Linked DNA regions of Sus scrofa: region 1 is linked to region 2. The links are chromatin contacts, called in public HiChIP or PLAC-seq maps. All regions are on one chromosome and are shown on one strand. Each heading gives the region's core, a stretch centred on a gene start, on an enhancer-like site or on the middle of the called end of the contact. The rest is flanking DNA. Distances are from core to core; before and after follow the strand shown. Region 1 overlaps PFKFB3 (6-phosphofructo-2-kinase/fructose-2,6-bisphosphatase 3). Region 2 has its middle 180 kb from the start of PFKFB3.

Evidence for each region. HiChIP or PLAC-seq counts read pairs in DNA pulled down with a chosen protein or histone mark.
Region 1: an H3K27ac HiChIP or PLAC-seq map of alveolar macrophages shows a contact between it and region 2. The contact joins two enhancer-like sites. A contact is called at or near these places in 1 of 47 Hi-C or Micro-C datasets (liver) and 1 of 2 datasets of contacts at active chromatin or transcription factors (alveolar macrophages).

Annotation. Positions count from the first base shown.
Region 1 is chr10:64,809,590-64,814,532 of Sscrofa11.1, reverse strand. All of the region lies in intron 1 of PFKFB3 (6-phosphofructo-2-kinase/fructose-2,6-bisphosphatase 3), which reads left to right. Among named protein-coding and RNA genes, the nearest start is that of PFKFB3, 47 kb to the left of the region's middle. Within about 2 kb of position 2,017, at least 12 of the 83 cell types and tissues checked have an H3K27ac peak or open chromatin away from gene starts, as enhancers often do. A contact at or near this core is called in alveolar macrophages, where this site is marked.
Region 2 is chr10:64,680,730-64,685,354 of Sscrofa11.1, reverse strand. No RefSeq gene overlaps it. Among named protein-coding and RNA genes, the nearest start is that of PFKFB3, 180 kb to the left of the region's middle. Within about 2 kb of position 3,229, at least 6 of the 83 cell types and tissues checked have an H3K27ac peak or open chromatin away from gene starts, as enhancers often do. A contact at or near this core is called in alveolar macrophages, where this site is marked.

The sequences.
Region 1 (4,943 bases), core at 768-3,267, 130 kb before region 2:
TCAGTACATGGAAGTTCCTGGCTAGGGGTTGAATCGGAGCTGCAGCTGCCAGTCTACACCAGAGCCACAGCAACGCCAGATCCTTAACCTACGGAGTGAGGCGAGGGATCGAACCCACGTCCTCAGGGATGCTAGTTGGGTTCGTTACTGCTGGGCTTCAACAGGAACTCCCCTGTGTCTTTTTGGACATATTTTCTCATGCACTCACATGCCAGCCTCACGGTTTCTTGTGGTTCCCACCCTTACACAGTGATCAATACCGGGTACCCATGAACTGCTAAATAGCTGAGACTAAATCCATCTAATGCTGTAGTTGGCCAAACCCCTCAGAGCGCCTGCTGGTCATTTATCTGAGTGCTGAGCCAGCCAGGCGTCAGGCGCCCTCTTGCTTTGTACCCTAAGTTCTGCCCTAACACTCGCATGGTCTTGAGCTCGTTTATTTAATTTATTTTTTTATGGCTGCACCCGTGCCATATGGAAGTTCCCGGGCCAGGGATTGAATCCAGCCTGAAGCTGCGCAACCCCAGATCCTTGACACCCACTGCCCCAGGCTGGGGATTGAACCTGCGCCTCTGCAGCGACCTGAGCTGCTGCCATCAGATTCTTAACCCACTGTGCCACCACGGGAACTCCTCAAGCTGTTTTATTTTAAAGGCAGGTGTGTTGGTTGGGTCCTCTGAGAAGCGGCCAGTAGGATGGAGCTGGACCTGCAAGAGGTTGACTGGGGGCCCGTTGCTCGTGAAAGATAAAGGAAGCGGGTTGCAGGCCTGACGCGGTGACCGAGTGGGAAGGAAGCTGGGTGGGTGGGGGGTGGGGGTGCCGTGGGAAGATGTAGGGCATCTCAGAGGTCTCCCTGGCCCCGGGGTGGGGGGAGCTCAGGTGCAAAGCTGGTCCATTGGGGGCAGAACCAGCCAGGCTCTGGTGCCCTGCTGGGTGCAGCCATGGCCCAGGAGCTGCTGAAAAGGGCCTGGGCTTGGAGGCCACCATGGACCCCAGCATGCTGCTGCTGGAGATGCCTTTACCTGCACTCCTCACAGCCAGGGAGCAAGTTCTCTCACAGGGAGACCGGAGCCAGAAGCCTCTAAAGTTGCCATAGGAAAGATAGGTAAAAGTCGTATTCACGGATTCAAAAATTAGAAGTTTGAAACAGAACTATTTCCTAGTGGGGGTGAGCGCCCCTGGGGACCCCTGAGGTTTTGATAATCTGAGGCAGTGCTGGGCCGGTGTCTTACTCTGTTTTCCTCTGGATTCCAAGCTAGAGTCTCTGGCTGAGCAGGGCCACCACTGAGGTCCCCCATGGCCCCAGCACGTGCCTTGAAAGAAGGAGCAGTCAGCTGGGTCGCCCCGGGGGCTGTCGCATTCCAGGGGGCTGGTCAAGGAGTGTCACACCCAGTCTGCGGCTCCCAGCCTCTCGGCCACCCCCAGGCGGCTTCAACGGGGAACGAGGTGCTGCGTCAGCAGCAGGACCCGGGGTCACGGAGGGTCCCAGTTCTAGACTCGAAGGCCTCCCAGCAAAAAAGGACCCCTGAGCTGGCTGGGTCATTCCACACCAGGGACGGGTCCTGCCCGGTGAGATGGGTGGGGCTCCCCGGGGCAGGCCCTCGTCCCCAGTCTGTCCCGCAGCTGCCCCCTGCCTCCGGCCACAATCTGGTTTCTGCTCACGATGCAAGTCTGCTCCCCCGGGTTTGTCCGGGGTTGTCATTTTATCTCCTCTTGCTCCTTATTGCCCGTCTAGCTCTGTCGCTGACCTCACGAGTCTCTTCCCATCCCTTCCAGGGCGCCACCCAGCAAGGAACCACCGCGCCCGGGGACGGAGCCTGTGCCATAGCCCGGCCTGGCTGCGGGGGGCGCTCCACCATGTCGTCAGTGTTGTTTTCCAAAACCTGCCTTTAAACTTTCTGGCCCCGATCTTGATCTATTTTTAGAATGTTTTCCACCCAGAGAAGGAGGAAGTACAAGGGGAACAGAGCCGGGGCAAGGATGCCAGCCCTGATGGGGCAATCGCACCGCGGGGCCAGGCAGGTTTGCAACACGGCCCGTGCCCCACTCTCTCCACCGTGGTGGCTCCTGGCACGTCGCCCCCGCCGCGCGTGGCAGAGGGTGGGCCACTTGTCACTTTCTGTCCTGCCAGGGGCCTGGGCAGGGAACCTGGGTTGTTTTGACTTTGGCTCTTTGCTCTGTGTGTGTGTGTGTTGGGGGGGGGTCACTCTAATGGCCTCATTTAACTAATTCCTCCTTTAAAGCCCCTGTGTCCAAATGTAACCAGAGTCTGAGGTCCTGGGGTCAGGGCCTCAATGCGGGGTTTCAGGGTCACACAGTTCAGTGCACAGTGGTCCTGTTTTCAGGTTTATCCACGTCGCCATGTGTGTCAGGACCTCTCGCCCTTTTCATGGCTGAGTAACGTTCCACTGTGCGGCTCTACCTCATTTTGTTTATCCTTCATCTGTCGATGGGCACTTGGGCTTTTGGCTCTTGGGAAAATTCTGCTATATCCGCTGTCTTTTTACATGAAGAGGTTCCTGGGGTTTGCATTGCGGCTCAGTGGGTTAGGAATCCAACTAGTGTCTATGAGGATGCGGGTTCAATCCCTGGCCTTGCTTAGTGGGTTAAGGATCCAGCGTTGCTGTGAGCTGTGGTGTAGGTCGCAGATGCAGCTCTGATTTGATCCCTAGCCTGTGAACGTCCATATTCCACAGGTGCCGCTGTAAAAAGAACAACAACCAAAAAAGAGGTTATTGGTGTTTGGGGGATGGGTGGCAGAGGAAGGCCAGGTGGGATGTGTCCATTGACCCCAGAGAGCAGTGCTGAGTGTCTGCGTGCAGATTCAAGGTCCAGCCTTCTGTACCAGGGCGGCGCTGGCCGTCCCTCCTCCTGCCTCGTAACCGGTAGCTGTGCTGTCATGAGCTTGCCCTGGGGCAGTGAGGGCCAGGGGCTGCTCAGGTCTTTAGAGGGTGTCCTCACTGTCCCTGGCATCCGTCTGGCCTCTTTGTCCCATGACTAATGGCTGAGCAATAGCTTTCTTAGCGATGAAGAAACAATCTCAGCTATCAAACGTAAGAATTCCAGAATTGTCTAACTTAGCCTCAGTTATTTAGTGATGTTCTCAGAAAACCCTCCACCTACTTTAGAAGTTGTATTTTAGGCGTTCCCGTTGTGGCTCAGCAGGTGACAAACCTCACTAGCATCCATGAGGACTTGGGTTCGATCCCGGGCCTCGCTCAGTGGGTTAAGGATCTGTTGCCGTGAGCAGTGGTGTTAAGTTGTAGATGTGGCTTGGATCCCGAGTTGCTGGGGCTGTGGCATAGACTGGCAGCTCTGATTCGACCCCTAGCCTGGGAACTTCCATATGCCAGAGGTGCAGGCCCTAAAAAAGAGAAGAGAGAGAGAGAGAGAAGCTGGATTTTAGCAGTGCAGTCAGAGATGGTCCAGCCCAGGGAGAATAAGTCCCAAACCAGACCAGTAAGAGAATGGTGTTGAAACTAGACTGCCCTCCTGGTACGTTTCTAGGAGATCAGCTGCTGGTCGGAATAGAACGTTCAGATCTGCTCAGGGACGCTTTGTCTGTGAAGAAAGGATTCTGTGCCTGGTGGGGCAGAGAAACTGATGCATGAGTTTCTCAGCAAATTTCCCATTAATTGGTCCTTATTCCAGGATCTGAGAGTCCCTTACCTCCTTGTATACTATGGTTGCAGGTCCCAATGTCCAGGAATGGGGTCCTCAGAGTTCCTGTTGTGGCTCAGAGGGTTAAGGACCCAACACAGCATCTGTGAGGATGTGGGTTTGATCCCTGGCCTCGCTGAGCAGCTTAAGGATCCGGCGTTGCCGCGGCTGCAGTGTAGGTGCAGATGTGGCTCGGATCCCGTGTTGCTGTGGCTGTGGTGTAGCTGGGAGCTGCAGCTCCCATTCGCCCCCCGGCCCGGGAACGTCCCTGTGCCGCGGGTGCGGCCCTGAAAGGACAAAATAAATCAATAAAAGCATGAAGAGTGATGGATTCCAGCACCTGGCTCTCGTTCTGCCCCACCCCTGCCTCTTGTTTTCAAACCTTGGAGAGGAATTTCCCAGAATAAAGGTTTCTGGCTTGCACTGCCCTTGTGGTTTTGCAGGCTGAATGCGCTTCGGGGGAAGAGTGGAAGGGAAAAGGGGAGCCAAGTCCTTTGAAACTCCTGCCATGCAGGGGCCTGTATCTTGAGCTCTCCTCCCCGCCCCTGCCTTAGCAACCTCAGCCAGAGATTCTGAATGTCACTGTCACTGCAGGGTCCCAGGACCGTCGTCTGCGGGTTATATAACCCGTTCTTCATCCAGTAACCAGAGGCCGGTCTTTAAACAAACGTGCGTTCTGTCAACCTGTGTGGCCGGACACCTGCCACCCACCGGGCTGTTTCTGGCCCTTGTGATACAAACAGCCGTGAACACCAAGGTCCCTCCCGGCCCCTTGCTCGTCCTTCTGGGTGCCTCTTGGTGCCTTGCTGGGATCAGGAGCCACGAGATGTGGCCTGACCAGTGCCCCGCCATTCTCCAGCCCTCTCCCCCTGCCTGGCTCTTCCCTGAACCCACATCCGGCGCCAGCGCCTTCGCTCATGTGTCCTCGGCTTGGTCGCCTCTTACTCCAGATACCTGGAAGGGCGACTGGGAATGTAGGCTAAAAACCGGAACGCAGGCCATCTCGACAGCGTGTCACAGCGCAGCGTGTCGGAGGCAGAGCACTTGGGGTCTCGGAGGGGTAACCAGAGCATGATCCTGCTGCTAGTTTCTCCCGCTTCTTGTCATGACTGGGAGACATTAAGCCGTGGTTGTAGCTTCTATGGGAAGCCCTGTCCTGGAGTCTCGGCGATGTTGTGCTGTCCACAACGTGGCTGAGGCCGTCAATATGTATTATTACTTTTTTATTACTATTTTTTTAGGGCTGCACCTGCCGCATTCAGAAGTTCCCGGGCTAGAGTTTG
Region 2 (4,625 bases), core at 1,980-4,479:
GGATAGTTATGCCTCCTGCTTGGTTTTTGTTTCTCAGAATTGCTTTGGCGATTCCGGGTCTTTTGTGGTTCCATATAAATGTTTGGATTGTTTGTTCTAGTTCTGTGAAAAATGTCATGGGTAATTTGATAGGGATTGCATTGAATCTGTAGATTGCTTTGGGTAGTATGGCCATTTTTACAATATTGCTTTTTCCAATCCAAGAACATGGAATATCTTTCCATTTCTTTACATCTTCTTTGATTTCTTTGATTAAAGTTTTATAGTTCTCGGCATATAGGTCCTTTACCTCCTTGGTCAGGTGTATTCTGAGGTATTTGATTTTGTGAGGTACAATTTTAAAAGGTATCGTATTTTTGTATTCCTTTTCTAATGTTTCATTGCTGGTATACAGAAATGCAACTGACTTCTGAATGTTAATCTTATATCCTGCTACTTTGCTGAATTTATTAATCAGTTCAGGTAGTTTTTGGGTTGAGTCCTTAGGGTTTTCTATGTATAGTATCACGTCATCTGCATACAGTGACAGTTTGATCTCTTCTCTTCCTATATGGATGCCTTGTATTTCTTCTGTTTGTCTAATTGCTGTGGCTAGGACTTCCAAAACTCTGTTGAAGAGCAGTGGTGAGAGTGGGCATCGCTGTCTTGTTCCAGATTTGAGTGAGAAGGCTTTCAGTTTTTCCCCATTGAGTATTATATTTGCTGTGGGTTTATCATAAATGGCTTTGATTATATTCAGGAATGTTCCCTCTATACCCACTTTGGCGAGGGTCTTGATCATGAATGGATGTTGGACTTTGTCAAATAGCGCCAGGTCCTTAACTCACTGAGCAATGCCAGGGACCGAACCTGCAACCTCATGGTTCCTAGTCGGATTCGTTAACCACTGCACCACGACAGGAACTCCTCATTTTAAAGTCATTATAACAAACCCTTTGAGATAACCTTTAGGTCCAAAAATAGAGGAATGAACAAATCAATAAAACACGACGTGTCGTGCAACCTTCACAAAAGTCATGGTTTGGAAGCCTATCACACATCATAGGGGATTGCTTCCTATATAAAACCAGATTAGATAACAGCCATCTACATCGCTGTGCATGACGTGTCATGGAGTTCTGCAAACTGAAGTGAGAAGGTACAGAGAACCTCTGTGTTACCCTTTGGGAGGAGCTGCCCCAGTGGGGCTCCGAGGGCAGAATTGTGGCTAACCTGGTGTGTTCCATCGTCAGAGTTTCGTTTTCCTGGATGCATTTCCCGCCAAAAGTTATGCATCATTTTCATATTCAAGAAGTTTCCTTTTCAGAAGCTCCACGTCAACCACGGAAAGGCTCCAGATGGGTGCCAGTTTTGGCTCTGCCATTCATTCTCAGGACAACCTTGAGCAAGTCTTGTCCCTTCCTTGGGGCCCTGTTTGGATTTCAAACCAAGAGGCTAAGCGGTGATTGTTTTTTAAACAAATATAGCAAACTAAGGTTAAAAGTGGGCTCCTTTTTATGGGAGGAGCCCTCCCTGCACTTCTGTATGTCTTTATAAAATCCATCCATCACTGTTAAATTCTTTTCTTTTGCCTAGCTATTGTATGTACATAATATTTACTTTTAAATATTTTGCTTTTAAAAGGTACTTTAAAATATTGCAGTGTAGACATGTGTGTGTGTGTGTTCATTCTTAATCCTCTTTGGGATTGTTAGTTAGCGTGTCAAGTACTCCAACTGGCCATACCCTTTGGGACTGGTTACTAGCACGGAGAGGCGACTCCATGGTTTTTGTGGTCTTTATTTCTGGTCAGTTCTCAAGGGTTCCCTAACGAGCCTAATAAATTTATGAAGCTATTTTTCATCGGAGTAGTAAGTGGCGCTCGAGCTGTGTGAGTTGGTTAGAACTACTTAAAGGTACTCTCGCTCTGGGTGTGGGCATCCAGTGATGCCAGCAAGCTGTGAACTTGGGAGTGTTGTCTGAACCAGTCACTCTAGTGTGTCTTGAGTCCATCTATCAACAGAAGGTTCTAGCAACTGGATCCCATGAGCGTGGTAGCTGAACACGACTGCTGGAATACAGTTCTGTCTGTTTTGAATGACCATTCCAAGGAAAGGTCTGAGCCCTGGTGCTTCCCAGAGCTTACAGAAATGGCTGTTTTTGTGCCTGCTGGCTGATAAATATTTTTATGTGTGGCAGACCTTGGCCTGGGCTTGGCTGGCTGGATCACACATCCCCTGGGAGCACAGGAATGGATGCTGAGGCCTGTAGTTTGTATTCATCTTTAGTTATTGGATGTGCAAACAGTCTGATAATTTTGAATGACTGAGTTGATTCAGGCTGCTTGGCATGTGAACAGTAAACTTTATAGCACTCTTACCGAGTTTTAAAAAAATTAGAGAGCATGTTTAAGAAAAAATGTAATATGAAGATGAATCTGAAGTGTCTCACCAGCCCAATTCCTACTCCTGCTAATTAAATGCATTATGTGTCTTTTGTTTTTTGGACACAGCTGGGTTCCACAGCTTCTCTTTGGGGGCTTTTATGTGCCTTACTTTATAAAAATGGATGCCAGGTTTGCGAAGCGTCACCTGAATCTCAACAGACAGCTGGTTCTGCCTCTCCAGAAAGCGTCAAGAGGCTTTGGCAAAAAGTCTTGGAAATAACGGGCTTCTTCCTGCTTTCATTTTGATGAGTTAATTTCTGTTTATTCACATATTGGATTTCACTTAAACACATGGAAAATTTTAAATGCCAAAGAAGGGGAAAAAAATATTACACAGCACATGTTTTTAAATGCTGAACTCCAACCATGTGAAGGCCAGACAGAGTCACTTTTGGAAAATTCAAAGCTAAAATTGACCGCTAACCTGGGAGAGTCAGCCTCGGGGTTCAGCTTGCTAATTGACCGGGACTGCACCCTATGCATATACTGGTCCCCAGTCAGAGTGAGATACGAAGTCAGACCTGGTGACACACGGAACGCAGACGGATTCTCTTTGCTACCTGCCGAGCACGCAGGCAGCTCTGCTTGCAAGTGCAGGTAAATTGTGACACTTCTGTGTGTGACAAGTCAGCTCATATGGAGCAGGGCGTGGCACACCGCTTTATTCGAGGGGCAACTTCAGCAAAACCTCTCAGGGGATCTTATAAAGACAAAGGCAGTTTCGAGGGCGGTGACGTGGCAGGGTGCGTCCCACTCTGAATCGGTCAGCATTTGGGCAACAACTGGTGTGACCTTGGCCAGACCACTTACTTCCTCAGCCTGGGTTTCCTCATCAGCTACATGGAGAAAAGAAGACGTGGCCCTGCGGGATACACCACGGTCAGTTCCCTCATTCGCTCTGGACGCTCTTCTGAGCAGCACACACACCTGTAGGTGTATGAGACGCTGTTTCTATCTTGGAGGAGTTTATAGAAGGAAATAGGACGTGTAAGTCAGCAAAACTTTGAGATATGATAGGGGCTCTCTCATCAGCCTAGAGAAGGGTTTTCAGAGCAGGTGAAGCCTGAGCTGGTGTTTTTTGTTTTGCTTTTTTGCGTTTTAGGGCCACAGCTGTGGCACATGGAAGTTCCCAGGCTAGGGGTCAAATTGGAGCTGCAGCTGCTGGTCTACACCACAGCCACAGCAATATAGGATCTGAGTCATGTCTGCAATCTACACTGCAGCTCAGGGCAATGCCAGATCCTTAACCCACTGATCAAGGCCAGGGATTGAACCCTTGTCCTCATGGAGACTAGTTGGGTTCGTAACCTGCTGAGCTACAATGGGAGCTCCTTGTTTTTTGTTTGTGTGTGTGTGTGTGTGTGTGTGTGTGTGGTTTTTTTTGGCTGTGTCCATGGCATGGAAGTTCCTGGGGCAGGGATCGAACCCTCACCACAGCAGGGACAATGCCAGATCCTTAACCTGCTGCACCACCAGGGAACTCCGAGCTGGTGTTTGAAGGATGGGCGTTGGGCGGAGGTGCGGCCGTGTGTATGCGTCCAAACTATGAAACCGTGTCATAGTATGTTTATTATGACTTTGGTGACGGTGGTGTCTTTGAGGGCGTAGGGCATCTAGAGGGGAAACATGGTAACTAAACCCAGACGATGGTGTAGCAGCCACACCAGAACCAATCCAAGCTGCTTAGGGCTGTGCTCCCGAGGCCACGTGGTGTTGGAAGAACAGCGACAGCAGGGCAAACAGCATCTCCTGCGCCGTGACCAGGTGTAATGGAACACAGTATCTTTGACAGGCCTTCTGATGGTGTGTCCTTAGAGAGAAACCCGCTTCTCAGCCAGCATCTTATTAAGGTTTCTTAGGGCTAAAACCATGGGGCTGGAGTTGGGAAGAAAGGACACGGGCTAGGTCAGGTTCTGGTCATAAATGAACCGGAAGTAAGAGCAAAGCTGGACCTGGAGTTCCCATTGTGCCTCAGGGGGTTAAGAACCTGACCTAGCTTCTGTGAGGACGTGGGTTCAATCCCGGCCTTGCTCAGTGGGTTAAGGATGCTGTGAAGCCACAAGCCATGCTGTAGGTTGCAGATGTGGCAGTGGTGTAGGCTGGCAGCTAGAGCTTGGATTCAACTCCTGGCCTGGGAACTTCCATATACTGTAGGTACGTTGGTAAAAAATCAATCAATCAATCAATAAATAAATCAATA